Linked DNA regions of Hordeum vulgare: region 2 is linked to region 1. The links are chromatin contacts, called in public Hi-C maps. All regions are on one chromosome and are shown on one strand. The core of a region is the stretch at or near the end of the contact, and the rest is flanking DNA. Distances in the headings are between cores, read along the strand shown. Region 1 holds the start of LOC123441845 (mitogen-activated protein kinase kinase kinase 18-like). Region 2 holds the start of LOC123444213.

Region 1 (4,241 bases), core at 903-3,402:
TCTAGAGTAGCAACGAGGATTCTGCTGTCTTCCAGAACCATCTACAGATTACCAATTTAGGAAAAGTCCACCTGCTTGCTAGTGTTGTGCATCTGTGTGTGTAGCAGGCTGAGCTGAGCATGTGCATTGACAGGAGCGCCCAGCGGCCTGCGTGCTAAGGCTGGTTGTAATGGGGAGTATCATATACTAGTATCATGTATATGATATTAGTGTATGATACTACGCCCCGTAATGCATAGTATCATATATTACTATTATAGGATAGATCATTTATTGTCATGCATAACAAATAGTAGCAGAACATTTAATATGATACGGGGTCATTATATGATACGGTATCATTATATGATACTCAACCCTCTCTTTTTTCATTTAATTCTATGTCACCTCATCAAAATTGCTTAGTTGGCATGCATAATACTAGCTATAGTACTCCCTTCATGTCAGCTTATAAGTCCGGCACGTGTATCTAGGTCATCAATTTGATCAACTTAATGAAGGGCATATATTACAAAATATATATCATTAAAAACTTTAGATGTTCTATTTTCTAATGATATAATTTTTATGTTATACAATATATTTTATATAAGTCAAAATGACAACCTAGATACACGTGCATGCCTTATAAACTGTGACGGAGGGAGTACTACCATTACGACCAACCTAATAACATTAGCGAGGACCGAGGTGATGTTTTGGGAGACTTTTTTTTGAGGAAATGTTTTGGCAAAGTTCTTAGAGTTGGCTGTAGTGCAGGGTACTGACTGACTTGGGGAATGGCGTGGTTGGCATATGCATATTTGATGAGATGATTAGAGAGTTTGGATGGAGAAAGAGAAGGGAGAGAGCCTCAACCAAGGAACATGACAATAAACTCTTTTTTGAAAAATAATGAAGGGGGTGGAAATAAGAGGAAAAACTTTTGTTGTACCTTGCAAAAAAACACTTTTGTTGTATATAAGAAAACTTCATACAGGAAAACAATGCGTATACCCCTTAGATCCATATTAGTTGCCGCTGAAATGGATCACAATTCAGGGGAAATACACTAGAATGAACAAATATGGAATTTGATCTGTCCAAATTTATCTTCTGCAGACCTGCGTATGTATGTTTTTAAAATTTTAAATTCAATAAATAAAATTTATAGTCAGATAATTGTTCTTCTCACAATGTAATAACTCATATTTATCTCAACGGTCGACATATTGGATTCCTTTATTGCATGGCATACCAGAAGAAAACTAGATAAGTTTGCAATATTGTGATAATCAATAGTAATGAAGTTTTGAAATGTCCTGAAATTTAACATTGAGATGGAACTGATTCTAGGCATGCATTGGAACTTGGAAGTCGAACTTTCTTCCCTTCTTTTGCCCGGCCGGGTGGAGCAAAGACAAGTCGAAGATTTAGCGTGGAGAAACCTTCAGGATGACAGAATGTGTGCACTGGTTGACTTGTTGAGAAGACCGGACCGCTCCAGCCAAGTGAGACCGGTGAGCCGAGTCGCGAGCAGAAGGCCGGTGTGGCCGTGTGGGTAGGTGGTCAGCTCCCGGCTGCGAAGGGCGAAGCAACCCTACTGATTCCTGAACTTGTTTTTGGCACCTCGCAGCCCGAGCCTTGCGTCACTCCCTGCGCTGGTCGTGCACATTCATCTGAACATAGACTCGTGGTATCGGAAAGCAGAACGATCCCCGTAGCCGCCACCACTGGCCTTGCCTTATGGACAACATCACAGTGGGTGCAGTTAATTTGACAGCCCAAAAGATTATAGCACAGCATTGGAGGAATGGCAACTGGTATACTCCTACTAGTTCAGAGACCGCACTGGCTTTGGGAGTGATCCAAAACGTGCATAGAATATTCGCGCCTCATTCCCCGATTAGGCATGCAGGGCCAAGAAAAGAGAGGTCGGAAATCCCATCTACCGCGCAGAATTTGACCATGAGCATGAGCATGAGCAGCGGCTAAAAGCTCGTTACGCCGTCCCCTTGGCGTTGACTGGGGGGCTACGCACGAAGCACACGCCCCACGCGACTCGCTCTCTTTCCCCCTCTCCCGCACGTTTCCCACGCATCGCAGGCAGCCAAAGCGGGTGGCCATACAAATAAATACGCTCCCGCTCCCGCTCCCGCTCCCTTCGTCCACAGGCTCATCGCTCACAATTCACACGTCCAACCCCACGCAGCACCCAACGCCCGACCCAGGGTCGAATCCTCCCTCCCCTGCTCAGAACGCTCGATCGGAATGGACGCCACGGCGGCGAAGCAGCTCAGGCGGCTCCGCACGCTCGGGCGCGGCGCGTCCGGCGCCGTCGTCTGGCTCGCCTCCGACGACGCCTCCGGCCAGCTGCTGGCTGTCAAGTCGGCCGGCGCCGGCGCGGCCGACACGCTGCGGCGCGAGGGCCGCGTCATGGCCGGGCTCTGCTCCCCGCACGTCGTCCCGTGCCTCGGCTCCCGCGCCGCGGCCGGCGGCGAGTACCAGCTCTTCCTCGAGTTCGCGCCGCGCGGCTCGCTCGCCGACGAGGCCGCCAGGAGCGGCGGGAGCCTCGCGGAGCGCGCCATCCAGGGGTACGCGGCGGACGTGGCCAGCGGGCTGGCTTACCTCCACGGGAACTCGCTGGTGCACGGGGACGTCAAGGCGAGGAACGTCATGGTCGGCGCCGACGGGCGAGCCAAGCTCGCGGACTTCGGGTGCGCGAGGGCGGCGGGTTCCGACCGGGCGATCGCCGGCACCCCTGCGTTCATGGCGCCGGAGGTGGCGCGCGGGGAGGAGCAGGGCCGGGCGGCCGACGTGTGGGCGCTCGGCTGCACCGTCATCGAGATGGCCACCGGCCGCGCCCCGTGGGGCGACATGGACGACGTCTTCGCGGTGGTCCACCGGATCGGATACACTGACGCCGTCCCCGAGCTTCCCGCCTCGCTGTCGCCGCAGGCCAAGGACTTCCTCCGCAAGTGCTTGGCAAGAAACCCCCGCCACCGGCCCACCGCCGCGGAGCTCCTGGAGCACCCGTTCCTCGCGTCCGCCTTCCGCGACTACGGCGACGCGGAGCCGGCGAAGCAGGACTGGGTGTCCCCGAAGAGCACACTCAACGCGGAATTCTGGGAGTCGGACGACGAGGAGAGCGAAACAGAGGACACGCTGACGAGCGCGGCCGAGAGGATCGGCTCCCTGGCGAGCCCATGCTCGGCCTTGCCAGACTGGGACTCCGATGATGGCTGGATCGACGTGCACGGCGAACGCTCCGAACCTTCAGAAACTGCGACGGCCGCGGAGATCGCCGGCGCAGATTTCGGCCCTTGGAGTGAAGAAGGATTGGAAGCCGAGGTTGATGTCCATTTCGCTGATGCGGATGCCAGTAGGTGGTACGGCCTTGTGCGGAATGTGGATGGAGCGCATTATTTCGATGGGTACGAGAGAGATTTGAGTGTGAATGTAGCTACTGACAGACAATTGTGGATCACTGTTAGTCACAGACATGAAACTGTAAAATTTGGTTGTCGTTGCGACAGAGAAAGAAAATTACATTTTGATTTTGCGCAAATTTCCTTCTGTCTTCAACTTCCGTGGCATGCTGTTTGCGTTCTATCTTGCACTGAATGGAGGGTATTATCGATCTTTGCCTTTTTCTTTTTATAACTGCTGGCTGCTAAGGACCTCTTTAATTTGCAGGATTTAAAAAGCAGGGAACTAGTAGGAAAAAAACGCAGAAATAGAATATGGTTTCAGGATATAAATGGCGTTGGTGTCCACTTGTCCCTTATATGCCATCCACTTAAAAAAGGTTCATATGGCGATCATAGAAATTTAATGAAATTAAGTGGCATAATTGAACAACCCACCAAAGCCCACGATACAAACGTTGATCATTTGTTGTTCGCATCTTTTTCCAAACACATGAACTGCAATTTCACATCCTAACCCCTGCGTTCTCGACGCCGTCGTCGTCGAGCTAGGCGACTGGCTGTCGGCCTGCTGCAGCTGCACGTCAGCTGCCTACCACCGACTGCGGAGTGGGCGGGTGCGGCCTGCGGGCTATGTGCGGTGGCGTCGGGAAGGGGCAGGGGCGGGGCATGTTGGTTAGAGTCGCCAGTGAATTAGGGCGACGAGATCCGCAGAAGTGCAGAGCAGTCGCAATGGGAATCCGAGACGAAAGCAATGTCGCAAGCATGAAGACTCCAGCGGTCGCAAGGGATGCAGTGGATCATTTTTATATTCCTGCGGCGGCGCGGGATGCA
Region 2 (4,146 bases), core at 143-2,642, 700 kb before region 1:
TAAACATATGTATAAAGTGGATTTGAGTTTCCATATTTCCAAGGAGATAACCAAAAGAAACGTCTCATACTCCAATCGTTTTCCTATACTTTTCCTATGAGCCAAGGAATCCAACAAGATGCCGATAAACATGCATACATGTACAACAAGGAAATTGAACAATTACCGATAGTTGATGGGTCATGATCAAGTTGAAAATGCATCAAGATGTAGACACCTTCACAAGCAAGAAATCAATTGCAGCAGCAGACGGCCTGTCACGACCAAACCCAGAGCAGTGATGGTGACGTAGGCACCTGGACAAACAATTGTATAAAGAGCAACATCATCATATCACAACAGACCACCACCATACCCGTAGAACAAGCATGAAACAATACACGTACAACAATGAAATTGCAGAAGAAAAAACTATTGCTAGCATAGTAGTAGTACAAAAGATGACCATGGATTGAATGGATCTTTCTTGAGAGAGAGACAGAGAACGAGTGGACGGCCTCCATCCATTCATTTCGAGTGGACTGGGCATCACTGCTACAAAAACTATGTGAGCCACTCACTCCATGTGCGCATATCCCCAAAAGATGACCATATTATCTGACTGGAACTAGCACTCGTAAAAAAATACTAAATAAATCAATACATAAACTACTTAAGATTAATCAATTTAGCGTAACATTAGACACTAAACTACTAATTAAGTTTAATTTAGCACAACATGGGACACTATACTACTTGTGTCGGTAAGTTTTTAAATCTTAGCACATACTTCTTCCATATCAAAATACAAAGAAGTTTTATTACACCATGGGGTATCTTATATTTTGATTAGGGAGTATATCGCATAAGCACTGGTGCTAGAAAATTTCTCTGGCCCTAGACGAGAAGGGTGAGAAAAGTCGACTAAAGATGACACAAAATAATGCAATGATTTCCCACAAAAAAAATATGAGAAGTGCTAAACATCTAAAGGCTTAGTGCGCGCCTAAGCTAATAACATAGATTGTTATCTCCCCCATTTAGATACTACAAATCGTACCAAGGGATGTGGCAAAAAAAAACTCAACAAAGAGTGTTCACAACACCACAAAAGAAGTGAAGGGATGCAAAAGAGGTTTGAGTGGACTGGAATTTTTCTTCTTAAAAAATAAAAGAGTGCATGAACGCTTAGGAAAAATCCTAAGAATTTCAAATCCTTCAAGGATCATGTGAGAGACTCCCTCTGTAATGATATATAGAAAAAAAATCACACATATCCAAACACCCTATAAATCCTTCCGAACATAGATTTATTTTTTCCTTTGTCCTGCGGTGATATACATATAGTCCGATGATTAAAAAAAAACTCGGCACACAGGAGACGGACTAGCAGGGCTTGATGCGAAGTACTAGCGGCAGCTGTGATAGCTTTCTTCGCTAAAATATTCGTTTTCCTTGATGAGAAGTATGTGTATAATAACATAAAATAAAGATCCAACCTGCAAGACAGAAGAAACACTTGAGGCAATGATTCGTGAGGATAGGAGTAGAAAGCAGAGAAATACTAGTCGTTTTCTTAAGAGTAAGATGATGAAAGAAGAATCTAATGGCGCTGCTTCATTGAGCTAGCAGAGGACTCACCCACGAGACGAGAGAACAAGCGATGGAGGTAGGCATACGTTCGCGCCCCGGCCGCCATGAGAGTCTCCGGGAGCGCCACCGTACCGTCACGGTGCTGTTTCCCATCTGGACATCCGCCAGGTGAGGGGACGTACGTTGCTGCCGTCCGGCCAGCGAGTATGCGTCTCGATGCGGCGGGGCTATATCCATCTCGCTATGGAAGGGTGAGCCCGGCGGCCACGGTGGCAGTGGGGTGGAAGAAAGGGTGAGCCATGGATCCATGGTGGCAGGCAGTTGGAAGGAGGGGCCGGCGGCCATGGTAGTTAGAGATCTGAGAGGAGACGAGAGGAGCAGGAGAGAGAGGCGGCTAGGGTTTCTTGGATCCAGGCAGCGAGAAGATAAGGCGCCTCCAGATCTGACACCCGATTTTGACAAAAGTTAATACGTATGGTGGGTGGCAGGCAGACGAGGGGAGGCGCACGCGTTTCTATTTCTTTTGCAGTGGGGACGCACGGATTTTCACGTCACGCATGACTTGACCGACCTGACTCGACCGAGGCCCAACCGCGTACCAAGCAAGGTCCGGTTTCGTTCACATTTCAGGAGGATCAAACATATGAATACTCAGCTAAAAAAAAAACATATGAATACTCCTACTATTGATGCCCTTCGCGTTGTTACGAAAATCTTAATAAAACAAATGTATAAATAAACCGCTCTTAACTTATATTTTTCAAATATTAAAGCATATAAAGCACGTGATAAAATGGTGTATAAAAAGAGAAAATTGCTGGATTGAAGTCCACAGAGTGTCTACACAAAAGTGTGTAAGATGACCTACATATATTTGCTCCAAACCGTCCATGTCCATACAAAAATCAGTGAAATAAATTAGGTGGCATGATTGTATGAATAGATTAATGTTTAAATTGTACTCCCTTCGTTTTTAAATATAAGTCTTTCTAGAGGTTTCACTAATGAACTACATACAGATGTATATAGACATATTTTAGAGTATAGATTTACTCATTTTGCTTCATATGTAGACATCTAATGAAATATCTTAATAGACTTATATTTAGGTACAGAGGGAGTAAGTTATAATCACATGCATTACTTGATGGTGTGACATGGTTGCATGACGAAAAAAATAAATAATAGGTTGCAATTATTTAAGAAAAAGGATTTCCTCATACCATTAATTTTTTTACAAATTTTTGAAACGTTTAAATGTGATTTTTAAATCTGACAGGAACATTCGCACAAGCAGGATAAGCAAAAATATACTCCGTCTCTTCCTGTGTATAGTGCCCATTTCATCTCGGCTACAACATCAATGAATGGGTTGGCATGTTTATTATGGACTATGATGGCCTTCACTCAACATGTCCACATGCACGTGCCCACCCACATCTGTACGTCCCTGTTTGGATACTCTAATTCGGTTAGAGATTAGAGTTAGATTATAACTTTAGGTTAACCATAAGCTAACTCTAACCAAAGAAGTGTTTGGATGGCAGGGTTAGAATACCAATAAATGCACTTTTTTTAATCATTTGGCCCATTTATCCAGGATTTAATGTGGCGAAGGTAGAGGGGAAAATAACTTTTTCTATGCCCCACCTAACTCTAACCCAAATAAGCACCTCTTGGATTGGTTAGTTCTTTTGGGTGGGTTAGATGCATCTAACCAACTCTAACCCTTCTGTTTGGATGTTTTGGAGTTAGTTGGGTCCAATCTAACCAACCCTAACTCTAACCCATGGATCCAAACAGGGCCTACAAGGAGTATGATAATGGCATCCACACCCCCATCAGCTTTAGTCTTCAAGAACTCGCAAGCAGATTGGTTCAGGGGTCCGGGACGTGGACCAGGAGCTAGCAAAGGAAGAAGTAATGGAGGCAAACGAGGTGGTGGACGCATAGGTAGTGGCGGCGTTGGGCGCATTCCTCGGACTTGCCTGGAATACCCAAGATTTAGGGCTATTTTTAATAGGCGTGTTAATCCAGCCCAGTCCAAGCTCAGACAGAGGAGCCACCAGCGAGGCGTCTGGTCACACGCAAGGACGAGCGGTCGAGCGAGACATCGATCCCTCTCCTCGACTCCTCCCGGCTCCTGCCCAAGCCCAACCCTAACCTAGCGGCGACGATGGCCGGCCTGTTGGAAATATGCCCTAGAGGCAATGATAAAATAGTTATTATTCTATTTCCTATTTAAAGATAATCGTTTATTATCCATGCTATAATTGTATTGAATGAAAACATAGATACATGTGTGGATACATAGACAAAACAATGTCCCTACCAAGCCTCTAGTTGGCTAGCCAGTTGATAAAGGATGGTCAAGGTCTTTTGACCATATGCAAGTGTTGTCACTTAATAACTGGATCACATCATTAGAAGAATCATGTGATGGACTAGACCCAAACTATGAACGTAGCATGTGATCGTGTCATTTTATTGCTATTGTTTTCTGCGTGTCAAGTATTTATTCTTATGACCATGAGATCATAAATTTTTATGGTTCCATGCTATTATCTTGTCAAA

What was found. Hi-C and Micro-C count contacts between places; a contact is called where the count stands out from the background.
Region 2: a contact with region 1 is called in a Hi-C map of seedling, with 4 times the contacts expected there. The contact joins the promoter of LOC123444213 here to the promoter of LOC123441845 in region 1. A contact is called at or near these places in 2 of 6 Hi-C or Micro-C datasets (leaf and seedling).

Annotation. Positions count from the first base shown.
Region 1 is chr3H:450,722,727-450,726,967 of MorexV3_pseudomolecules_assembly, reverse strand. LOC123441845 (mitogen-activated protein kinase kinase kinase 18-like) reads left to right here and starts at 2,152. Exons shown (of 1, transcript XM_045118052.1): 1 at 2,152-3,642. The coding sequence starts at 2,251. The coding sequence ends at 3,642.
Region 2 is chr3H:451,417,513-451,421,658 of MorexV3_pseudomolecules_assembly, reverse strand. It overlaps LOC123444213, which reads right to left and starts at 1,392. Exons shown (of 5, transcript XM_045120864.1): 1 at 167-1,392. The coding sequence starts at 203.